Regions from separate parts of the Zea mays genome. Here region 1 is linked to region 2. The links are chromatin contacts, called in public Hi-C maps. All regions are on one chromosome and are shown on one strand. The core of a region is the stretch at or near the end of the contact, and the rest is flanking DNA. Distances in the headings are between cores, read along the strand shown. Region 1 has its middle 27 kb from the start of LOC103644362. Region 2 holds the start of LOC100281304 (ras-related protein RHN1).

The links. Hi-C and Micro-C count contacts between places; a contact is called where the count stands out from the background.
Region 1: a Hi-C map of leaf shows a contact between it and region 2, with 2.8 times the contacts expected there. The contact joins the enhancer-like site here to the promoter of LOC100281304 in region 2. A contact is called at or near these places in 6 of 25 Hi-C or Micro-C datasets (bundle sheath, endosperm, leaf and 1 more).

Annotation. Positions count from the first base shown.
Region 1 is chr1:308,163,646-308,169,245 of Zm-B73-REFERENCE-NAM-5.0, reverse strand. No RefSeq gene overlaps it. Among protein-coding and RNA genes, the nearest start is that of LOC103644362, 27 kb to the left of the region's middle. Within about 2 kb of position 1,490, at least 18 of the 20 cell types and tissues checked have an H3K27ac peak or open chromatin away from gene starts, as enhancers often do. A contact at or near this core is called in bundle sheath, endosperm, leaf and 1 more, where this site is marked.
Region 2 is chr1:307,912,295-307,918,099 of Zm-B73-REFERENCE-NAM-5.0, reverse strand. It overlaps LOC100281304 (ras-related protein RHN1), which reads left to right and starts at 4,136. Exons shown (of 7, transcript NM_001291637.2): 1 at 4,136-4,331; 2 at 4,836-4,913; 3 at 4,993-5,160. The coding sequence starts at 4,155. It overlaps LOC103645741 (transmembrane 9 superfamily member 12), which reads right to left and starts at 1,934. Exons shown (of 3, transcript XM_020544699.2): 1 at 1,923-1,934; 2 at 928-1,173; 3 at 1-854. The coding sequence starts at 1,934. The coding sequence ends at 228.

The DNA.
Region 1 (5,600 bases), core at 241-2,740, 250 kb before region 2:
GCATAAGCATGCCAAAGTGATTATAGAGAATATTATTGGGTAAATAAAAGTGGTCAAGGGCACAACTTGCCTTCAACGAGCTTCTGCTCAGTACTTTCCACCTGCTGAGCATCTAGGTCCTCAGTTGCCTGCCCGTCTACTCGCAACAATACAAACAAACATGGTACATAAAAAATTAACATCACACCAAACATGAGAACATACTGCATAATAATATTCTACTCATCGTAACGAGATCATAGGTTCGAGAATCACTAAATTCGGAGTTACGATTAAAGAGTTATGATTTTATAAAGTTTTAAGTGTTTGGTATAGAATAACCTAAGTGGATAATTTTAATCTATGTTGCACGATAAAACAGAGTTACCAGGTGATAGACAATATTAATACAAAATTAATGCAACTGGAATTGATAAAAAAGAAATTAAAATAGATTTACTATGATTTAAACAAGTTTCTAAAATTATTTTAATACTAAAAATCATTTTCTATTTTAATTTATTAAATCCGACATCAAATTGGACTGTGGCATAAAAAATGAGAAAGTCCAGGGGTTATTTTAAAAAAACCAGGGCCCTATGGTAATTACTTTGTACTCAGTGTGGACGACGGGTTGATTGCTTAAAAAGTCGAGGAATCTTTTGCAAAGACTGGCTGAAAGGGTATGAAGGGTCCTTGGCCGTTAGATCAAAAAGTGTGCCCCAGATTAGATCAACCCCATCGGTACTCAACGGTAGGGATGAAAACGGACGGAAACAGACGGAAAAACCCCTCTCCCGTTTCCGTATCCGCGTTTTATCATCGGAAACTGGATCAGGTCCGGAGTAGTCGGGAACGGAAACGGGAGCGGGATAAACGGAATTGCGAAAACGAACGGAAACGGAAATACTAACAAAAACTCACAATTTAATACAAAAAGAAACGATATTGATTTTGACTAGTGATTGATTGGTAGGACAATAACTTAAAACAAATAGATATAGAGAGACAACATTCTATTGTTGTTTGGTTGCTAATAGTATACATTTAGCTACATCTGATGTTGTTTAAGACTTTATACCACTTGTCATTGAAAAGAGTCGATGTTTACAATGGCCACTTGTGCTATAATTTGTCACCTAAAGACACGAGACTTTAGTTTATATACTAATGCATATTAGACTCGTCCCATATTTATCAAATACGGAATAAATACGGGTTCAATCCGGACAAAAACGGGATCCCACAAAAACAGACGGAATAAACCCTCTCCCGTTTCCGTCTCGTTTCTATATTTTTCCGTAAATACGAAAATGATCGAATCAAATATAGAAAATGGTACGAGTCGGGACGAGATTTTACCTGTCCGTTTTCAACACTACTCAACGGGATCCGTTTGATCTGTGCTTAGCGGTCACGATTTAAAATACTCAGATCTAATCTGCGTCGCTCACTACACCATCGACGACACGGATGTATCTACTCCCGTCACTACCCCGATTGAATGTGAGCCGTAGATAAAAAAACCGACGGCAAGCGTGCTCTTGGTCACACCCGCCTAACTCTGGCCGCTGGGGATTATTGCTCGCGGTGGCGCCATGGCCGGACCACGCGCTACGGCGATCTCCACGGCTATCCCCTAATCCACCCTATGCTACATGTAGAGGATAACAGTACGAAGCGATGAGGGTCGTTCTCACCGAGGTGCACGTAGGAGGTGCAGCAGCCCACGGTGAAGGGCGGAACCGCGGTGGCGACGCGACGACGGCGAGAAATTCGCCCGTTCTCGATGCACCGCGACCCCCGCCAAGGCCACCAACATGCTCTTGATGCCCAGCACAGCACCCAAATTCCACACCGAAGCCCCAACGATGGCGTCAAGAGTTCACCGACGGCGGCCGCCCTCAGATCACTCCTCTGCTCGCGGCGAGTCTCTCCTGGTGGCGCTCCGATGGCTTTGTGTGTTCGGGTGGGGGGTGTGCGTTGCCAGGGTTCCCCCTATTTGTAGGCGAGGAGCTACGACCACGACGGCCACGCTGGGGTCAGCGGCGCGCGTGGCGGCCGTTGCGTGAGCTTCGCGCCGGTAGTTACACGCAGGAGCTGGCAGCGAGGGCCCAAAGACCAGCCTCATGACAACGGCCGAGCGGTAGTGAGCCACTGTCACGTGGGGTCGACATGTCAGCGTCCGCGAACCCCGGAGCGCGCGCGACCAAGTGACGGACAGGTTGGGCCCACCTATCAGGGTGCGGAGCTCCCAGCTGGGCCGTGCGGGAGGAGAGGAGGTGGGCCGACCCAGGGTTTTGGCCCATGCGGCGTTTTATATTTTTTTCTTTTTCTTTTCCTTTCTGTTTTCTTTTCTTTTTATTTTTAAATCTCAAATTTGAATTCAAATTTTTTGTGAATTTCACAATTAGATTAAATGCACAAATCAAAATACCAGCATGAAAAGATATATTTATTTATATATATGTTTTTTTATAGTGTATATTCTTTCCACTTTCTTTTCTATGCCACTTACAATTTTCTAGATTTCAAATTAAGTTAAACCCTAATTTCAGCATTAATATCTCATTATTATTATAATTAAGTGCACAAGCAAAATCTCCAACATGATGCATAGATTATTTATGTAGCTTTAGTTAATTTAGGCACTTTAAATATGATTATTAATATTTCTCATGAATAGAGAGCAATACACATAAGAAGATTAATTCTTTTTTTTTATTATCTACAAGTTGGGTATTACCACAAGCTCATGGGCCGGCCCAGTAAAACATGAAGAAATTGGATCGGAGAGGAAAGATATATACTACCAAAACGAGCAAAATAAGCTAAACAATGAAGAGAAAACAGTACTGTAATGTAATTACGTGGTGAATGAGGCTGCATGGACCCGGCTCAATGTCATGCAAGCTGCCATGATCCATCGCTTGTCAGGATGGGTTTACCTAAAATATTGTTTTTGTATTGTTCTGTACTATAGACTGTATTGTTCATATAATAGAGTTTAAATATGGATATAGTAGCTGGAGATAGTTTAATGAGATGGCTACATTTACATGGAGGTTTCCTACTCCATTACATGATGTTGGTAAATGAATTGATTGCGAAATAATTAGAGTGACATAGAAAAAAAAGACTTAGGACGCGTTTGATTTAAAAAATAAGGTCGTCTGTAACCATATCATTTCTTACTATTTAGGATGCTTAATGCACTAGAGTTAATAGTTAGCGGCTAAAATTAGCTGAAGATATCCAAACACCCTAGCTAATAGATCTATTTTTAGTAAATTAGTTAATAGTTAGCTAAACTAGCAATTTTTTAGCCAACTAAGAGCAACTCCAAGAGAGTGCTAAAACCAACCCGAAAAACATCTTTAGGGAGAAAAACATGTTTTCTCCTCTCCCAACAGGTACCTCTTCTTCCCCCAATCTTTTCGCGGTCCTGCATCGACAACGTTTCTTCCTGTATATTTGCGTGAGGCCAGAACCTCCCCAATCCACCCATGCGCGCGGCAAGCTGTGGCGGGAGAGGCATCTGCGATGGAGGCGGCGACGACATGAAGGATTTGGAGGTGAACCAACCTGGAGAGGGGGTCCCTGGGCTACGCGTCGACCACCGTCGCGGTACCTTCATCGGCGAGTCTGTCAGAGCCGAAGCCCCACACGCTACGGAGCGCTAGCTTGGCGACCTCTGTGAATCAATCGCCACCGTCGCCTTACCTCCTTCCAGCGCTGGTGGCGCCTTCGTCGACCTCCTTGCAGCGCGGGCAGCGAGAACATGGAGCACGAGTAGGAGGAAGAAGAGCTGCTGCTGCACCCCACAACCCTGCGACAGCGGTGGCACCATCTAGGAGAATGAGCTGCTCTACCAGAAGCTAAGGCTGGATTCGGAGAGGGAGGAGAGGCAAGGCCCATGCTACTTGCTACGGTGGCTCGAAGCGGGCAGGGACCGACAGGGAGACGGGTCGATCTGGGGAAGAGAAGAACAAGATATTTGGTTGACCCCTCATTCTTCGTCATGCATAGAACAACATTTCTGACGAAATCAGTCCAAGATAGCATTTACTGGCCCATCATGGGGTGGCCATTTTTTTTTAAAAAATAGAGGCCATTTATTAGCAGTCTGCTGTGGGGTTTTACTTTTTTAGCATAATTTTCTTTTTAGCAGCCACCAATATGAGATTTTGGGGAACAAAATTTTGGGAAACTCTTGGAGTTGCTCTAACTATTAGCTCTAGTGCATTCAAACACCCCATTAGTTTTGTTTGTTGGGTAAAATAAATTGGTTAGATCACCAAGTGTCGGGGATACGATCCACGGTCCCTCGGGCCCATTGGTTAGCGAGCACACTGGGAAAGGCCTCTGGCAACTGGGGCCCGCTGGTCGGCTGGAGGAGATAAGTAACGTCTACTCTGGAAGAACCCGCCCCCATACGAACCCCGCGGCACCGAGCCTAGGGTTGGGCGTGACATAATCTAACAGGGTGACGCCGGGCGCGTCGAAGGGAAACCACTCGAGTGGATACCGCGCATGGCCCGGGACGACCCGTCATAAATGACCGGCCGCATAGTAGAGGCGCCGGTCCGCCTCCCACTCATGACCTACGAACCCCTCGGGCTAGAGCACTCATGACCTACGATCCCCTCTGACTGTGGCGCATTTATGGCCCACACATACTCCCGCCAGCGACACACTCATGACCCATCGAGACTAGGCCTGAGTGCGCAGGCCGTAGGCAGGGCACAACACGACGAACCACACCGAGCAATAGGCCATGACATTTTTACTCTTGCAAGTAAACATGGCCACGCTAATATCTCTCTATTTCTTTGTTGTCTACCCGACTCATGCAGGATCTCAATAAATTCAAAGGGAGCAAGAATTGACCAAGCCACCCTTTGAGAACGCTGTGGCCTAAGGAACTAGACGAACGACAAAGGATCAATTTTCGGTAAGCAACCGAACCCGTTCAAATTCCTTTGGTAGGGATCGAAGAGCGAAAAACTCATGGCAAGGCGTCCGTTAATTTCTGGAGTTCAAATGTCGGTCCGCGAAGGGCTCATGGCCGCTCCAGCGAAAATAGAGTGAGGGGCAGCCGAAGACGGGCACACTAGCGCCCAGGACCCTGACATACGAAACGTTGAGGGCGTCACCAACTCGTGTTCGAGTCCTAGGAGAGTCTAACTCATGGTTTATCGCGGAGAGAGGTAGCAAGCTATCAGTTCCGATCAAATGGAACTAACAACTATATGAGTTAGTGATCGGGAGTATTAGGACGGTCCCCAGCGGACCCCACGCTTGGATCTTGCGAAAGGAACCAAGGCCTCACTCGAATTACATATTTGAAGCTCATAGAGCGTCATTGCTAGCCCATCCAGGAAAGCATGGTACTGCTTAGCTCCCCTCATTCCCACTAAGCGGATGCGCAGGGGAGAGTAAAACCAAAAAGATGGGAGAATCCCCCTAGACGGACCTCTACATCGAGTAGAGGCTAGGGGGCTCACCCTGCACGAGTGTGCAGATGAACAAAAGTTGCACGGATTACACCCCCTAGACCCAAGGAGGGCTCAAGACAAGGCATGGTCAGGGGGCGGAAACCATACACATTATCAAAATGA
Region 2 (5,805 bases), core at 2,887-5,386:
ATTACAAAGTGCAATAAACATAGCTGAAGAACTTACAATCATTCCTAAGAATTAAGTTTCAACTTGAGTGACTGTGCTGCGCTAAATGATTGAATTAATCATGACCAAAAGCCATGGGCGTTGCCATGTATCCATTTTTCCATTTGATTTATTGTGTAGTATTTCTAAGAGGGTAACTATTACCATGATCAGATGACTCTATTGCAGAAAGAGGCAGCGGGGCACCTCTAATCAATCTTAACAGACGAGAAGAGGTAGTGGACGAAGTAGAAGGAGAGCAGGAAACCAATGGCGCCAGTGGAGAGCATGATTGCAAGGGCCATGATCAGGGAATAGCCAAGGTAGAGTGTGGCAGAAACTGGTCCACTCAGGCTCCTGAGATCGAACACCAGGTAGTTAATAGAGTAGAGGAACACATAGAATGCGACAGAGCCAGAAGCAAAGAAGGCCTTCCACCACCATTTCCAGTCCTCCACGCAAAGGTGCATGTAGGTGAGGACCAGAGAAACCTCACCACAGACTATGACCAGCAGGAAGAGGACAATGAACAGGAAGCCAAAGACATAGTAGAACCTTCCCAACCAAATGCTGGAAAGGATGAAGAAGAGCTCAATGAAGAGAGTACCAAATGGCAATGTTCCCGCACCGAGCACAAGCAACCATGGGGGGAACTTGCGCTCAGGGATCTCTCGTGGGATCTGGTTGGTTCGGACAGGGTAGTCGATGCTTGCAGCACGTGTGCCTAGCAAGCCTCCAATAAGTGTGAGTGGCACAGAGATGCAGAACCACAGGGCCAGGAGGGTGAAGAACAGTGAGATGCGGTAGAGCACGGCGAGCGCGTGAAATATGCGGTCCTGCCACAGCGGCGACTCATTGATGTCGCGCCACCAGTCCACGGCGTCGTGAAATATGCGGTCCTATGGATGCCTCCAGCGCCTGCGCCACCACGGAGCGGTCACACACAGAGGTTGGGGTTGGACGGCGGCGGTCGCGGATCAGGGCATCGCCGATGGGGGTGGGGGAAGGGAAGGGGAAGGGATTGGGGAGTGCTTCGCGGCGAGCGGCGTGCGTGTGGTAGGTGAGGAGTTCGGTAGCAGCTGGCGTGCGGGAGTCGCGGCGGCTGGCGTGCGGCGGGCAGCGGAGCGGCGGGCGGTTCGCGCAGGCGCGGGCAGTCTACAGATGGGTCTTAGGGTGTGTTTGGTTTGACTTTTGGCTTTGGCTTTTGCCCCCTAAAAGCCAAAATCCAACCAAAGGGCTAGATAGAGGAAGCAGTTTTTTCTAAAAGTCGACTTTCTCGTAGTGCAAATCTGAAAGCACCCCTAGACCTGCTTTTAGTGGCTTTTCGGATGGAACTGTGAAAACATATATCGAAGAATTTTTAACGACTTTTAGTGGTTTTCATCAAACAGTTTTTAGCTTTTTAACAGCTTACAGCCTACAGCAGCTTTTTCCACAGCTCACAGCTCACAGCAACTTTTTTCACAGCCACAGCCCAACCAAACAGAGTTGTAGAGATTTAAGCTGGCTTCTGTCTTCCAGTATTCTTAAATCTACCTTCTCTAAAATAGTACTTATAAGTTAATCTCTTCTTTAAAATATAATTAAGTTCCTTTTTACTCTCTTTTTTATTTTTACTAACTTTAATGACTGAAACACCCTTAGCAATTTTGTTTCCAAACTGCAGATCGTATGGATTATTATCTCATAATATCGAGCATCTATGGCTGATAGGGAGTAGTTGATGATGTAGGAAGGTAAATCAGAGAATCTGGCAAGCAATACAAATTTCCAGCCATCCCGTTCAACCCTTTTAACCACAACGTGAAAGTACTTATTCATCTGTAACCACTCCATTGATGAATTGAAGTATCAAGAAATTGACTTGAGGAAATTCAAAAAAATATTTATCAGGCAATCGATACCTTTAACCACATCTTAGAAGTAAGAACAAAATATAAATATCAACAACTACCAACAGGAAGGGAAAATGATGCGTGAATAATAAAAACACAAAACTTTGCAATAAAATATATGTACTATGTAATTTCAATTGGCTAAACTAAACACAAGGGTGTTGTAGCCGTTCTCATTCATCTTGATTACTGTACACTATATAAGACTGAGGAGTTGTTTTAATATACTAAAACTAATAGTTAGCTGTTAAAATTAGCTGTGTACGTCTAAACAATCTAGTTAATAGTTCAACTATTAGCTAACAGTTGTCCCAGGCAGGGCCACATAGACACCTAAAATATGATATGTGTAAACAGTTTAAGTTGTCTGGATGTGTACAGCTCTATATCCTATACATTCAGATAATTATGTAACCAAATCCAGCACAATAACAATTATATAGGGCCAAGAACTGATTTCTACACTCAAATCGTCTAGGAACAACAAAAGGAAAAGAAGTTATGCAAGGTAACACTCAGATCTCACTGATTTCATTAAAGTCCTATCTACATGATATTTAGGGCTAGAAAAAATAAGAAGATAAAAGAAAAGAAAGTAAAAGGCAATTAATTCTATTTTAGAGAAGATATTAGTTTATAAGTACTAAGAAATTAGATTTGAACACTAGAAGAAAGAAGCCAGTTAAATCTATACTATACTTAAAGCACCAGTTTCAACGGTCGTCATGCGTCATTTTTTTTACAAATAACCCCTCACAACTATTTCAAATTAATCTGTTGCACGTCTATAGATGCCAAACGACGCCCGACACGGGCTAGATGCACGCGGGCTACAACTATGGCACATGCATGTCATGCCGGTGACCTGCTAACTGTATCGGGCCAGCCCGTTAGCCCGTCGATCCATTTAATTAAATCAGCGTCTATAGATGCCAAACGACGCCCGACACGGGCTAGATGCACGCGAGCCACAAATATGGCACAGGCACGTCATGTCGGTCTGCTAACTGTGTTGGGCCAGCCCGTTAGCCCGTCGATCTATTTAATTAAATCAGCGTAACGACGTCCGACACGGGCTAGGTGCACGCGGACCACAACTATGGCATAGGCACGTCATGCCGACCTGCTAACTGTGTCGGGCCAGCCCGTTAGCCCGTCGATCCATTTAATTAAATCAGCGTAAAATGTTAAAAAACGGTGCGGGAGGTAGGGTTCGAACCCATGCCCTGATGGAAGAAGGCCGAGATACATTGAGTGAAACTGTCTAACCAGTAGAACATCACGCTAAGATGTTTTTAATATTGAATATAAATTGTATATAGGTATATACGTTTTTTTGTAAAATAAAAAAATAATCGTGTCGGGCCGGACCAGCACTACGGGCCGAGGCTACAGCCCAAGCACGGCACAACGTTCTTTGCTCTTGCAAGCATTAGGTCGTTTTTGAGACCACATTGGCGCAATGGACTACATGGTGTTTGAGGTTGCTGAATTGGATAGAGCAGCAATGATTTGTCACACTAACAACAAAATGAAAGGTTATTTGTTGGTTTTAAACGTTAGTAATTGCTACGAAGTGGCGTAATTTATATGGAGCGCATCCAGTTTTTATTAATGCCTGACTTTAGCAATCATTCCATATTTTGATCTATCTTTTTTATAAGTTTGACTTCATGGGACATATTTTAGAAACTTGATCTCAAAAACTTTCTCTTATTTGGTCTCTGTATGATGGAATTATGTCATTTTATAATCTCTGTTCATTCAGTCAATCGTTGTGAACTCTCTTCTAATCGTTCACTTCATTGCCCGTGTTGTACCAAAACATATTTGCATGGAGTAAACAATAACATCAGTTAGCCAAATCAAAAAATATATTATACAGAGAGCGGAGACAATCAATAAAAAATCTTGAAATTTTTTTATGGATAGTTTAAGTGGGTATTGTTGTAAGCCATCGCAACGCACGGGCAACCGACTAGTGAGTGTTAAGGGCTAGTTTGAAAACTCCATTTTTTCAAAGGAATTTTATTTTTCAAAGAAAAAATAAACTAATTTACCTTGGGAAAATAAAAATCCTTAAAAAATGGGATTACTAAACTAGCCCTAAAATATAAAAAAACTCAAAACCCACCTCACCCCACACCTCGAGACACCAAACCTTCCGTAGGTTGAACAGCCCCGGGCAATAACGTAATTTTGCAAGGGTTACAGTGGAAACCCTTTTTTTCTGGGAAAACAATGAACCATATACCACCAACGGAACACGGGAACGGCGGAAGCAAACAACTAGAAATTCCCCAGCCCGGTTCCTTTTCGTGCGGTTTGATCTCGTCGGAGGCCCGGCCGCAGTTCCGCCATCAGCCATCGAATTCGATGGCGGCCAACTTCGGGAACAAGATCCGCAACGCCAAGCTGGTGCGATTCCTGTCCGGAGCGCTCAAATTCAGTTATTGGTTTCGCCGCAGATCGGGTCGCGGCCGGCCGATCTTGATCGCCAATACTGGGCTGCTTGGTGCTTAGCGCGTGGCGTTGTTGCGATCGTATACTTTCTTTGCCTGTGGATTATTGCGCCGGGACTAACCGACGGGTCCCTGCGTTTATAGTTGTTGATGGAAGTTTTTAAGAATTTATTTATGCCTTTTTTGTGAATTCTCTAATTTATGCTTCTGGATAAGTATTTTGGCTTCTTAGTAACTTATGTGCAGATAAACAGTAATCGTAATTTTAGCTGGTAAGGTTGTCAAATGTGAGTGATCAGTTTAGTTGACCTTCTATACCGGTGTAAGTTGGTAACTGAACTGCTAAATGGCCCCTGTCGTTAAATAAGTTCTCTTGCTTGAGGTTTTAGGCAGCTCGCAGTTTGCATTTTGATCATTCGTCATGTGAATACCAGTGTTTCATTATATTTCATTTTGTCAGGTTCTTCTTGGAGATGTAGGCGCTGGCAAATCTAGCTTGGTTCTTCGGTTTGTCAAGGGACAGTTTGTTGAATTCCAGGTGAACCTATAGAAATGCTTCTCGTGCTGAGAGAGTGGACCATTAGTGTTTGCTCTGATACATTGGTTCATCTTTGTAGGAATCAACAATCGGAGCAGCTTTCTTTTCCCAGACCTTAGCGGTAAATGATGAGACTGTTAAGTTTGAAATCTGGGATACTGCTGGGCAGGAGAGGTATCATAGCTTGGCCCCCATGTATTATAGGGGTGCAGCCGCCGCCATTGTTGTCTATGACATCACAAATCCGGTTAGTAATACACTAATGATTTACCTGTAGTATAAATAAACTAATGAATTAGGAATTCACTGTAGTTCCCCCAAACTTGTAATTTTGATGTTTTTTGTTAATTCAAAATGGTTAAAAGTTTTTTAAGTGAGATACCATAAATGTAGTTAGCAAAAGTTTTCTGATGATTGCATTCATGGTATACTTCAGAGGACTGTTTACACTAGTTGATATTCTGAATATGGCAAGTAACAAGTTCTAGTTTTCATCCTTACAGTAGTGCAAAAACTATTGAGCTTTCAATCATAGTTGTTAAGACGTCGCTTAAGCGAGGTTTAGGGCAAGGTGTCTGCCTTGCCTTGCGTCCGCGACTAAGGCGTCCGCCTTAGACAATAAGGCGTCGACCTGTCGCCTTGAGCATCACCTTAGAGATGCTTTGCGGACGCCTTGGATGGCTGTAGGGCAGGCCTGGGTACCTTAAGCAGCTAAAGACGCTGAGAACGCGAAGAAGGCAGCGCTCCGGATCTCCAGCGGCCCTGCCGCGCCGGCGAGCTCCCCCTTCCCTCCACGGCTCTGCCCTCCCCTCCGCGGCGAGCCCCTCCCTTCCCCCAATGCTCTCTTCCCTCTCTGCTGTCTCTGTTATCTCCCTTCTCTGCTTTCTCTGTT